2 separate regions of the Mus musculus genome follow, and region 2 is linked to region 1. Evidence: chromatin contacts called from public promoter capture Hi-C data. All regions are on one chromosome and are shown on one strand. The core of a region is the stretch at or near the end of the contact, and the rest is flanking DNA. Distances in the headings are between cores, read along the strand shown. Region 1 holds the start of Kif20b (kinesin family member 20B). Region 2 overlaps Kif20b (kinesin family member 20B).

Evidence for each region. Promoter capture Hi-C pulls out the DNA fragments that hold promoters and counts their contacts.
Region 2: a promoter capture Hi-C map of hematopoietic stem and progenitor cells shows a contact between it and region 1, with 2.5 times the contacts expected there. A contact is called at or near these places in 17 of 39 promoter capture datasets (the C10 cell line, the HPC-7 cell line, HPC-7-derived erythroid cells and 9 more), 94 of 484 Hi-C or Micro-C datasets (2-cell-like embryonic stem cells, B cells, the Ba/F3 cell line and 45 more), 11 of 130 datasets of targeted methods (CD8 T cells, the SCID.adh cell line, embryonic fibroblasts and 4 more) and 4 of 9 other capture datasets (adipose tissue, embryonic stem cells, liver and 1 more).

What each region holds. Positions count from the first base shown.
Region 1 is chr19:34,920,080-34,925,192 of GRCm38.p6, reverse strand. It overlaps Kif20b (kinesin family member 20B), which reads right to left and starts at 2,835. Exons shown (of 32, transcript NM_001362434.1): 1 at 2,760-2,835; 2 at 421-568. The coding sequence starts at 567.
Region 2 is chr19:34,957,487-34,962,599 of GRCm38.p6, reverse strand. It overlaps Kif20b (kinesin family member 20B), which reads right to left. Exons shown (of 32, transcript NM_001362434.1): 24 at 5,056-5,113; 25 at 3,029-3,184. Among named protein-coding and RNA genes, the nearest start is that of Mir1950, 5.4 kb to the left of the region's middle.

The sequences.
Region 1 (5,113 bases), core at 1,586-4,085:
TAACTGGATAAAAGTCACAGAGAGGTAGAGTTTGGGATTAGGTGAGTGTTCCAGTGGCTTCTTTAAACCAGCTGTGTGATATTCTATTTCTAAATTAATTAAAATAAGGTGATTCTAGCCAGACAGTAGTGGTGCACGCCTTTAATCCCAGCACTCGGGAGGCAGAGGCAGGTGGATTTCTGAGTTCGAGGCCAGCCTGGTCTACAAAGTGCCAGGACAGCCAGGGCTACACAGAGAAACCCTGTCTTGAAAAAACAAACAAACAAACAAACAAAAATAATCTACCAGATGCACAATACCAGAAAGAAAAGGCCACCTCTCTCCTAATTTTTCAAAGAAGCGGATTTAACAATCTAAAGTACCTAGCACCGTGATTCCTTGGCGCACAATAATCAAGTGTTTTTCTTACGTTGTACTTACCGCAGGGTTTGAGGCGACTAAGGAAAACTCATGAGAGAGATCAAGCTTAACACCATCAAAATTGATTTCCAAAGGCCTTGCAATTGGGTCAGCACTAAAAACGTAAGACGGTCTAGGCACTCCATCTGGATTCAAGTGAGATTCCATCCTGCGAGAAGAAAAGCAACCTCTGTAAGCAGCCTTAATAAATCAGCACGCAAGCCGCCTACAATGTTAAGTCTACTTGGAACTCCTGGGAACTTGGATGCAGTTGAGCTGACAGACTACCATGCACAACACTCTGGGTTCCATCCCAGGCATACACGGGGTATGATGGCATGGCTCTCTATACTCCCAACACGTAGGGAGGTTGACCTGGAAAATCACCAAGTTCCAGGTCATCTTAGCTACATAGGGTGTCCAAGAACAATCTAAGCCAAAGACCTTGTCTCAAAGGAAAACAAAATAAACAAAAGTAAGCTCGATAGGACAGCATGAGCTCAGACCACCCACCCCGTCTGCAAAAAGTAGGTAAATCTGTGAGTTTGAAGATAGCCCGATCCATATAGTGAGGGCCTGTCTCAAATTAACCAATTAATTAACATAAAAAATAATTTGTGTGATCCAATTTTATTAAGATTTATTTTTTTCATTTTATGTATATGAGTACACTGTTGCTGTCTTCAAACACACCAGAAGAGGGCATGAGATCACATTACAGAAGGTTGCTGGGAATTGAACTCAGGACCTCTGAAAGAGTACTCAGTGCTCTTAACCACTGAGCCATCTCTCCAGCCCATAATCCAATTTTTTAGGTAGATTTACCCAAAGACATGTCATGAACAATGCAATTAGCAAAAGAAAAAAATATGAACTGTTCACTTGGCCTGATACCCTCCTCTCACATGTCAAACAGCAGAGACAGCAGGGATGACTTAAGATCTTCTGCTAGTCTCGTTACTTAGTATCTCCCAGAAAATTGTTGCAAACCAAATTTTAACATTTAGGACTAAAACTCGGTTATTTGCAAAATAAATTCCTATTTATTTTCCGATTATAAGTAAAAAAGTGAAATAATGCATATAAACTTTACATTTAAAATAAGAGAATTGGGTCCTAGCCCAGTAGGATGCAACTCTGGGTACCTGAGGTACCACAGCCAGAATCTCCAATAATAATGATGATGACGACAATGAAAATCACTAACTGACACATCACAAGGTTGAATGTGAATATGGAATAATGCCATCACTGAACTATTAAATCTGAATTGCACATCAAATCCCTATAGGATAAACCTAACCCTCCACCCCCCAAAAAATTAACATTTAAAATTTTCTAAGGGGGCTGGTGAGATGGCTCAGCGGTTGAGAGCACCGACTGCTCCTCCAAAGGTCCTGAGTTCAAATCCCAGCAACCACATGGTGGCTCACAACCATCTGTCACAAAAATCTGATGCCCTCTTCTGGAGTATTTGAAGACAGCTACAGTGTACACACATATAATAAATAAATAAATCTTTAAAAAAATTTTTTTCTAAGAATCTATCACGCCGGGCAGTAGTGGCTCACGCCTTTAATCCTAGCATTTGAGAGGCAGAGGCAGGCGGATTTCAGAGTTCGAGGCCAGCCTGGTCTACAGAGTGAGTTCCTGGACAGCCAGGGCTACACAGAGAAACCCTGTCTCGAAAAATAAAAAGAAAGAAAGAAAGCAAGCATCTACCAGATGCACAATACCAGAGAGAAAAGGTCGCCTCTCTCCTAATTTTTCAAAGAAACAGATTTAACAGTCTAAAGCACCTAGCACCGGGATTCCCTATTTAAGTAGAAAGACAATCATCTAAATTTGTTTACTCTTCACGACAGGCTCAAAATACAGACCAACGGAAGTAGTACTGGACTAAAACTGACTCACTTCAATTTCCTTTATATACACATAAAACCCAAATATGCTTCTTTTCTAGCCACAAAGTAATGTGACATTTTTTTTTAAAAAAAGCCCCCACTGGACTCAACCTAGAAAGAGATCTTGTCACGTGACAAAACAACTGCTCACCTCCCGAATTCAGGCAACCAGACGTGGCAAATCTTTTTGTGTCTAATAAAACTAGTGTCTGTGAATCTAAAGTGTACCTCCTTTACCGGACCAGGAAACCGAGGCCTAGACAGACCGAAGTCTTCCGCCTCAAGGCTTAACTCGCTTAACTCCCTGAAGCTCAGCCCCACCTTCAGCAGCCCCGCACCTAGACTACGGGCATCACGAGCCCCGACAACGCTGACACGGCCGAGGCGTCGCAGCTTCGTGCCCTCTGTGCAAGCAGCCACCCTCGGAGCCCCCAAAATCGTCAGCTCCTCACTTACTGCAATCGCTGGTCCCTGCACGCCTCCCCACCTGCAGAATTCCACTTCCTCCCGGTTTTCAAATTCAAACAATGGCGGCTCGGCGCCGCGCTGAACCCTGGGAGTGGGCGGGGCTTCCGGCGAGCCCTGGGGGCTGGACCCGCTCGCGGCCGAGTTTCGCCCCCGCCTCCGGAAAAGGCTTTCAAGTCTGGGGGGCGGGACTCGGTGCTCCGGGCGACCGATGGGGCAGTAGCAACGCTCGTGGGCTACCTAGCTGGGAGTTTCTCGGGGCCATATTAGGTTTGACCCTAACGATACCTGTTCGGTACTCAGGTCTCAGGTTCCGTCCTAGACCCGCATGATGACGAGCCTTGCTGAGGCCGCTGTCTCCGCACTGCCTCCCGCGATGCCCCCAGGAGCGGAGGAATGGCAAACTATTCCTCCTATTACACCTCAGAGTCCTGTCATTCCCCGGGGCAGAAAGGACTTGCGACCTGGGACCAAGTTAACTCCCCTCTTTAAGTGATTCTTCTTGTCGATGACGGCCCTCTTGGATGAAACACGTTTTCCTCAAAATACATTTTAGGAGCATATCCTTCATCTTTTTATACCCCCTTTTTGATGTTTCTGAAAGCATAAATCAGCTACCGCTGAGAGGCACTGTGCAGTGCCCCAAAATGTAAGTGCCCATGTGTCCTTCTCCGCTTCCCTAAAGTAACCCTCTGAGTGCAGGGCTAATTTACTAATACATTCATATGACGAGAATTTACTATTGAGGCTAGACTTTCACTTTGAATAAAAATAATGCTAACGTAAATTGAGCATTTACCTTATGCTTCCGCTGGCACTACCTTTATAAAATGGATTGTCTGACTGGTGCTAAGAACCCTTTAAAGTAGGTATTGCTACCGTCCCATTTAATACATTCTAAATAAGTAATGGGCACAAACGTAAATGGAGGGTTGGAGAGATGGCTTAGTGGTTAAGAACACTGACCTCTTCCAGAGGTCCTGAGTTCAATTCCCAGCAAACCACATGGTGGTTAACAACCATCTGTAAAGTGATCCAACGCCCTCTTCTGGTGTGTCTGAGGACAGCAACAGTGTACTCATATAAATCTTTTAAAAAACAAAAAAGCCGGATAGTGGCACATGCCTTTAATCCCAGCACTTGGGAGGCAGTGGCAGGCGGATTTCTGAGTTCGAGGCCAGCCTGGTCTACAGAGTGAGTTCCAGGACAGTCAGGACTACACAGAGAAACCCTGTCTCGGGGGGGGGGGGGGAAGAAAAGTAAATGGAACCGGGATTTAAAATCAGTTGAAGAAGTTTTGTTACCTTAGCTTTTCTGTGATCATATTTTCAGCTATTGCACTTAATTAGAAGGATTTTTGGAACACTAGCTTGACAACCTTAGTGTTTTTCGATCTTGATACAGAATTTATATCTCCTACCACTACCCTGCCTCTGACTTCTTTCATACACACACACACTTCTCCCCCAAACAAAATAATCAAATTTGAGAAGAACTAGTTTGGATAAGATAGTAGATAAGATAAGTAGATTTGAATAGATAAGTAGATACAAGGCCAGAAGGAAAAATGAAGAAAGAAATGTAAATATGAAAGAAAAGAATAAAATAGAGACCTTCCCAGGCTGGAATTTATGTTTTGTTTTTAAACAAAATTTCTATGTAGGCCAGGCTGCCTTGGCCTCTTTCCAATGCTGAAACTATAGGAGTGTACTAGCATACTTCCCTAGCTGGACGTCAGATTCTAATGGGCTTTGTCAATTTTCATTGCTCCTTCAGATAAGTCTAACCCCCTGGATCCGATTTTTCTACCACACCTCACAGTGTCATGTTGCTTTTGCTAGTTACCAACAATTCTTAGCCCTCCGTGGGGCACTTGTATGTGTTGGTTTTGCAAACATTCGTTGGAAATTTGCAGTGCACTGTTTTTGAGGGTGGTAGAGACAGTAGGTGAGAAGAGTGAGCACAAAGACTCTTAAGGACAAATTCTAATAGGGCAACAGCCATGTCAGAAAACATTTACAGAATTACAACTACATCAGGTGCTTTAAAAGAAACTGTCTTAGAATGTGATGGGGAAACCAGAGCAAATGTTTGATCTGTATCATCAAGGATTGTTAGGAATTAACTAGTTAAGTAATATGAACATCCCAAGCCTAGGACACATGATACCAGGCACGAGGGGCGGGGAGAAAACAAAATCCAACAGATCTCCTGTTATTTGGTTCTAACTCCCAGTGGCATTTCCAGGTTAACTATAAATGTTTTACACTTGAAACATTCTTCCCGGGCTACAGGGTTAAGCATGCCCAGTATAGTTTAGTATAGCATGCCCTTTATAGTTCGCA
Region 2 (5,113 bases), core at 1,775-4,274, 37 kb before region 1:
AAATGCAAACTAAAACTACTTTGTGATCTTATATTATCCTAGATCAGAATGGCATGTGTAAGGCCCAACACAAAAATAAATAAATAAATGAGTGAAAGCTCAAAACTCAATGTCACACCTTGAGGTCTTAGAAAAACTAAGGTCATGAGATATCTCAGCACGTCTGGCAAAGCTGAAGGCCTGAGTTCAAACTCCAGAACCCACATCATAGAGGTAGAGCTGATGCCCTCAAGATGTCCTCTGACCTCCACACATGAGCTGCAGAATGTGCTTATGTGCATGTATGTACATATATGCAAGCACACATAGACACTAAATAGATGTAATTTAAAAAACAAGTCATTTGCTAGTGGGAAAGAGATCGAGGCAGAGAGGGAGGGAAAGAAAAAGAAAGGTGAAGAAGGAAGAGGAGAGCTAAATCCAACCTGAGCAGATAATACGAACAAGCTTTGACAAACCCTTAGCTAACTAACCAAATTAGAGGGAAAAATACAAATTTAACTGAGAAAATTTTAAAATGAAAAGTAGATAATACAACAGTCATCAATGAAAAAAAAACTATATTCTAAATTAGAAAATACATAAGCAGAGACATTTCTTGATACATGGGAAGAGAATATAAACTATTTAAATAAAATAAACATGAGAAATATATAGTAAGAAGTAAAAGTTAAGCAATTATAAAGTTTCCCAACTAAAAAATCCTAACTGCAGATGGATTCAAACCTGAACTCCACCAGGTCTAGAACTCACACCCGGGGACTGCACTGTGGCTAAGACACTCGCTGACCTCACAGAGGCCCCAGATTCCATTCCCAGGACTGCCACTGTGGCTCTTTACTGTAGGTACAGGGGATCTCACACCCGCTTCTGACTCCACAGCCACCACAAACAGATGGCATACATACAGACACGCAAGCAAAATACAACAACAATATCAACCAACCCGAACTCCCAGTACACATGGAGGGACCCATGGCTCCAGTCATGTATGTAGGAGAGGATGGCTTTGGCAAACATCAATGGGAGGAGAGGCCCTTGGTCCTAGGAAGGCTCCATGCCCCAGTGTAGAGGAATGCCAGGGAGGGAAAGCAGGAGTGGGTGGGTGAGCACCCTCATAGAAGCAGGGGGAAGGAGGATGGGATGGGGGGTCTCTGGAGGATAACATTTGAATTGTAAATGTAATATCCAATAAAAAATAGATATACATATGAAACAAAAATAAATACATTTTTTGTTATATTTATGTATGTGCTCATGAGTACAAGTACCTGAGGAGTCTGGAAGTCAGAGGCATCTGATCCCCTGGAACTAGAATTAGAGAGAGAGGAAGTTCTGAGATGTCATGTGGATGCTGGGACATGAACTCACATCCTCTGCAAGAGGAATATGTGCTCTAAACACTAAGCCATCTCTCCAGCCCTCATAAATCTAGAAAAAAAAGCCAGAGAGAGAGACAGGCAGGCAGGCAGGCAGAGCACACGTGTGTACCAATGCTCCTTAAATTATCCATAGACCAGAAACAGGATAAATTTTAAATTTTCTCATTTTACAAAGCCAGTATTACACTTATACCAAAACCAAACAAGGACATGGAAAAAAAATTATTGAACAATCTCCATAGTGAACATGGATGCAGAGCAAAATATTATAAAAACAATGGTGCCCATTTTTTCCACTTATTCAATAAGACTAGATGTCTCAGTGCAATAAACCAAGAGAAATAGATATGAAAATAGAAATATGAAAATACAAAAGGAAGAAGTCAAACTATTCCTACTAGCAAACAATACGATTCTGTACATAAGACCACAGAGAAAAGTCTTAGGACTGACCTACGTCCTGAACAAAGTTCAAGTAGCAGTATACAAATGAGCAAAGTCAGTAGCTCAAGGATAAACAGAGTGAAAAGGAAAACCAGAAAAACAATCCCATTTGCAAGGACTTTAAAGAAAAATAAAAACTAAAATTAAACCTAACCAATGAAGCCCTCTACAATGAAAATGCTCAAACACAAAGAAACTGAAGACACTAGAACACAAAAAGACTTCCATATTTAAGTGTCAGCAGAACTAATATTGTAAGATGCCACATCACCAAACATAATCTACAGTTTTAATACAACTTCCTTCAAATTCCAATGACACTCTTCACAAACCGGGGGGTGGGGGTGTCAATCCTAAAATTCACATAGAACTTTACAAAAGATGACAGATGACCAAAGCAATCCTCAGCAAAAGGAACAAACTGGAGAAATCTCAGGTCATACTACAAAGCCATGCCTAAAACAGTACCATCTTAGTACCGCTTAAGTACAAACAGCATAGCAACACACATGTGTTTCCACAGGGAGTAAAAAAAGAGGACAAAGATGACACAGACTTAAACTCACATAGTTACCAACACCGTATTTTTGACAAAGATACTAAAACACAATAAATGGGCAAACTCGGCCACTTCAGCACCAGGGAATCTGTATAACAAAGTGCAGAATAAAAATGCTAAGACTTTCTCTCAAGCTACACAAAAGTAAACTCAAAGTGAATCAAAAGGCCTGAAGCTTTGAAACACTATAAAATATAACCATAGGCAAAGTCTTTCTCCATTAGTGCATGAAATAATCTCAAGAACTGATAAACAGTATTATAAAAAGGTAAAGAGCCTGCATACACTAAAGGAAATAATCAAGCGACATGAGAACATACAGAATCCTGGCTAGCTACACATCTCACAAGATGATTACTATCTAAACATAAAGAACTCAAACAAAATTAAAAATCAAACAAACCCCATTTGGGCTCATGAGAACAGTTTACTAAAGATGAAAGCACAGGCAGCCAGTAAACATGGGAACTGTTCCGAATCTTTAACAATCAGAGAAACACAATCAGGCATTTTCCAAGTGGCTAAACGAAGCGAGAAGAGGCAGGAAAACACAAGAACGAACGTCACGAGCAAATGTGGGAGGGCTAGCTCACAAAAATAATTTTAACAAAGCAAGGGGAAGAGATGAGTCATTGCCACCAACCACTTCATTCTGCAGCTTTAAACAGCGCTCCCTGTCGTCAGCATATTTTCTCATCTCCCTGTTTCGTACATTTTCTGCTTCTTTCGCTTGAGTGGTAAGGACAGCTTTTTCTTCTAACCACTTCTTTCTATCAGCTTTATATTTCTCTTCAGATTCCTTGGTAAAGATAAAAGTTATTTTCGCATGACAAAAGAGTTAAGTTTTAATAATATCTGCATGTAACCCATCCAGTTAACCTTTTAAAACACTATAAAACAAGTAGTTTTTTTTTGTTAAATAAAGACAATTATGAATTTACTACAGATTTTTAAAAAAACATTAACTGGGCTTATAAACAGTAGTTTCCTATGAAGTCCCTTTACCAACGAACTTAAGACAAATTAAACAATTGATATTTCTTTAAGAGTTACAGTGACTACAATATTCCCAAATGCCATCACATAGTTCCAAAAATAAAACACAAAATGACTTATAACTTATATAACTTATAAAAGGAACATTGAGAATAGATGCTTAGAGAATATAGATTAAGTGATTTTCAAACTGAATTCTATAGATCTAAGATTGTTCTCATGGTAATATAACTTCAGACAAAGAAAACTCTAAAACAAAACAGCACTCCTATCAGAATTACAAGCTTTGTAACACAGGAGATTACATTACCTCAGAAAAATGCTAATACAGCAACGAATAACAATCTCAACATGGCTGATGTACTACTGTTTGTCACAATAAATGGATAATTTCTATCAGCTGCTTTTGGATTTTTACAATGAAAAGGATATACTCTCAAGTATATAATTAATCATTACAAAGAAAAAGTAAATTTTCCTGTTATTTTTAGTAATTTAGGGCACACTGCTTTAATCACAACACTTTGGAGGCAAAGGCAGGTGGATCTCTGTGAGTTCCAGGAATGCCAGAGCTCCAGAGAGAGACCCTGTTTCAAAAGGAAAAAAACAAAATGCAAAAAAACTCATATACAGAAGTAAGTATGGGGCCACACGCTCATAATCTCAGCATTTGGAGGACAAAGACAGGAGGATCAAGGTTCAAGGCAATCCTCAATATATGTGTGTGTGTGTGTATGCATGCGTACTGAGTTTCATGCTAGCCTCTAGGAATTATTAAATACCATCAAAAAAGTATGTTTCTTCCAATTACTGTATTCTACATACAGCATATTAAACCTGAACAAGAATACACAAAAATACAAAATAGCTTTCTTTTATATAGCATATTTTCATGTTTCACTGTTCAGATACATAACACTACTCTAATTTGATAAACTTGGAAAAAGTTAACAACAATCAAAGTCTCCCAGTGGCTGTCTTCTGCAGAGCTATATTTACTAAGTAAAAAGTGGAGTAGAAAATATATTCAAAGATAGGAAAAGCAGTAACTTAAAAATTCTATATACAGTGTCAGGGTGTGAGCTTAGTAGGTAAAAGTGCTAGCTTCAAAAGCCTTACAACTCAGTCATCCTAGAACTTAGGCTTTAAAATATATACGGTGGCATACATATGCAGTCCCAGCACTCCTACAACAAAACAGGAGGCAGAGATAGAATTACCCTGAACCATTGAACCCGCTGGCCTGGAAGATGCTGCTTCACAGCATAAACAAGAGTTCCTGTCAACAACTCCTGAAAAATGTCTTCTGACCTACACTCACACATCAATTACACACATAAAACATAAAGTTGAGGACACAACCAACATGGTTTCATTAGCTGATCATAAGTTATGTCTTGGAAATTTTCCCCAGGATATTTTTCAAAATGCAAAGTTTTTTCTCTATATTACTAATGCCCATGTAATATTTTACCCATAAAACTAGTTATAAAATACAAAATGCTGAATTCTCTTACCAGAAATACAATCTTACCAACAGATACAGCAAGCTGCTAGGAGGGAGGAGGGAGGAGAATAAGGGAGGGAGGGAGGGAGGGAGGGAGGGAGGGAGGGAGGGAGGGAGGGAGGGAGGGAAGGAGGGAGGGAGGGAGGGAGGGAGGGAGAGGATGATACCTGCAGCTCGTCCTGAAGCTTGCTGAACTTCCTGGTAAGCACGTCTAGGTCATCCATG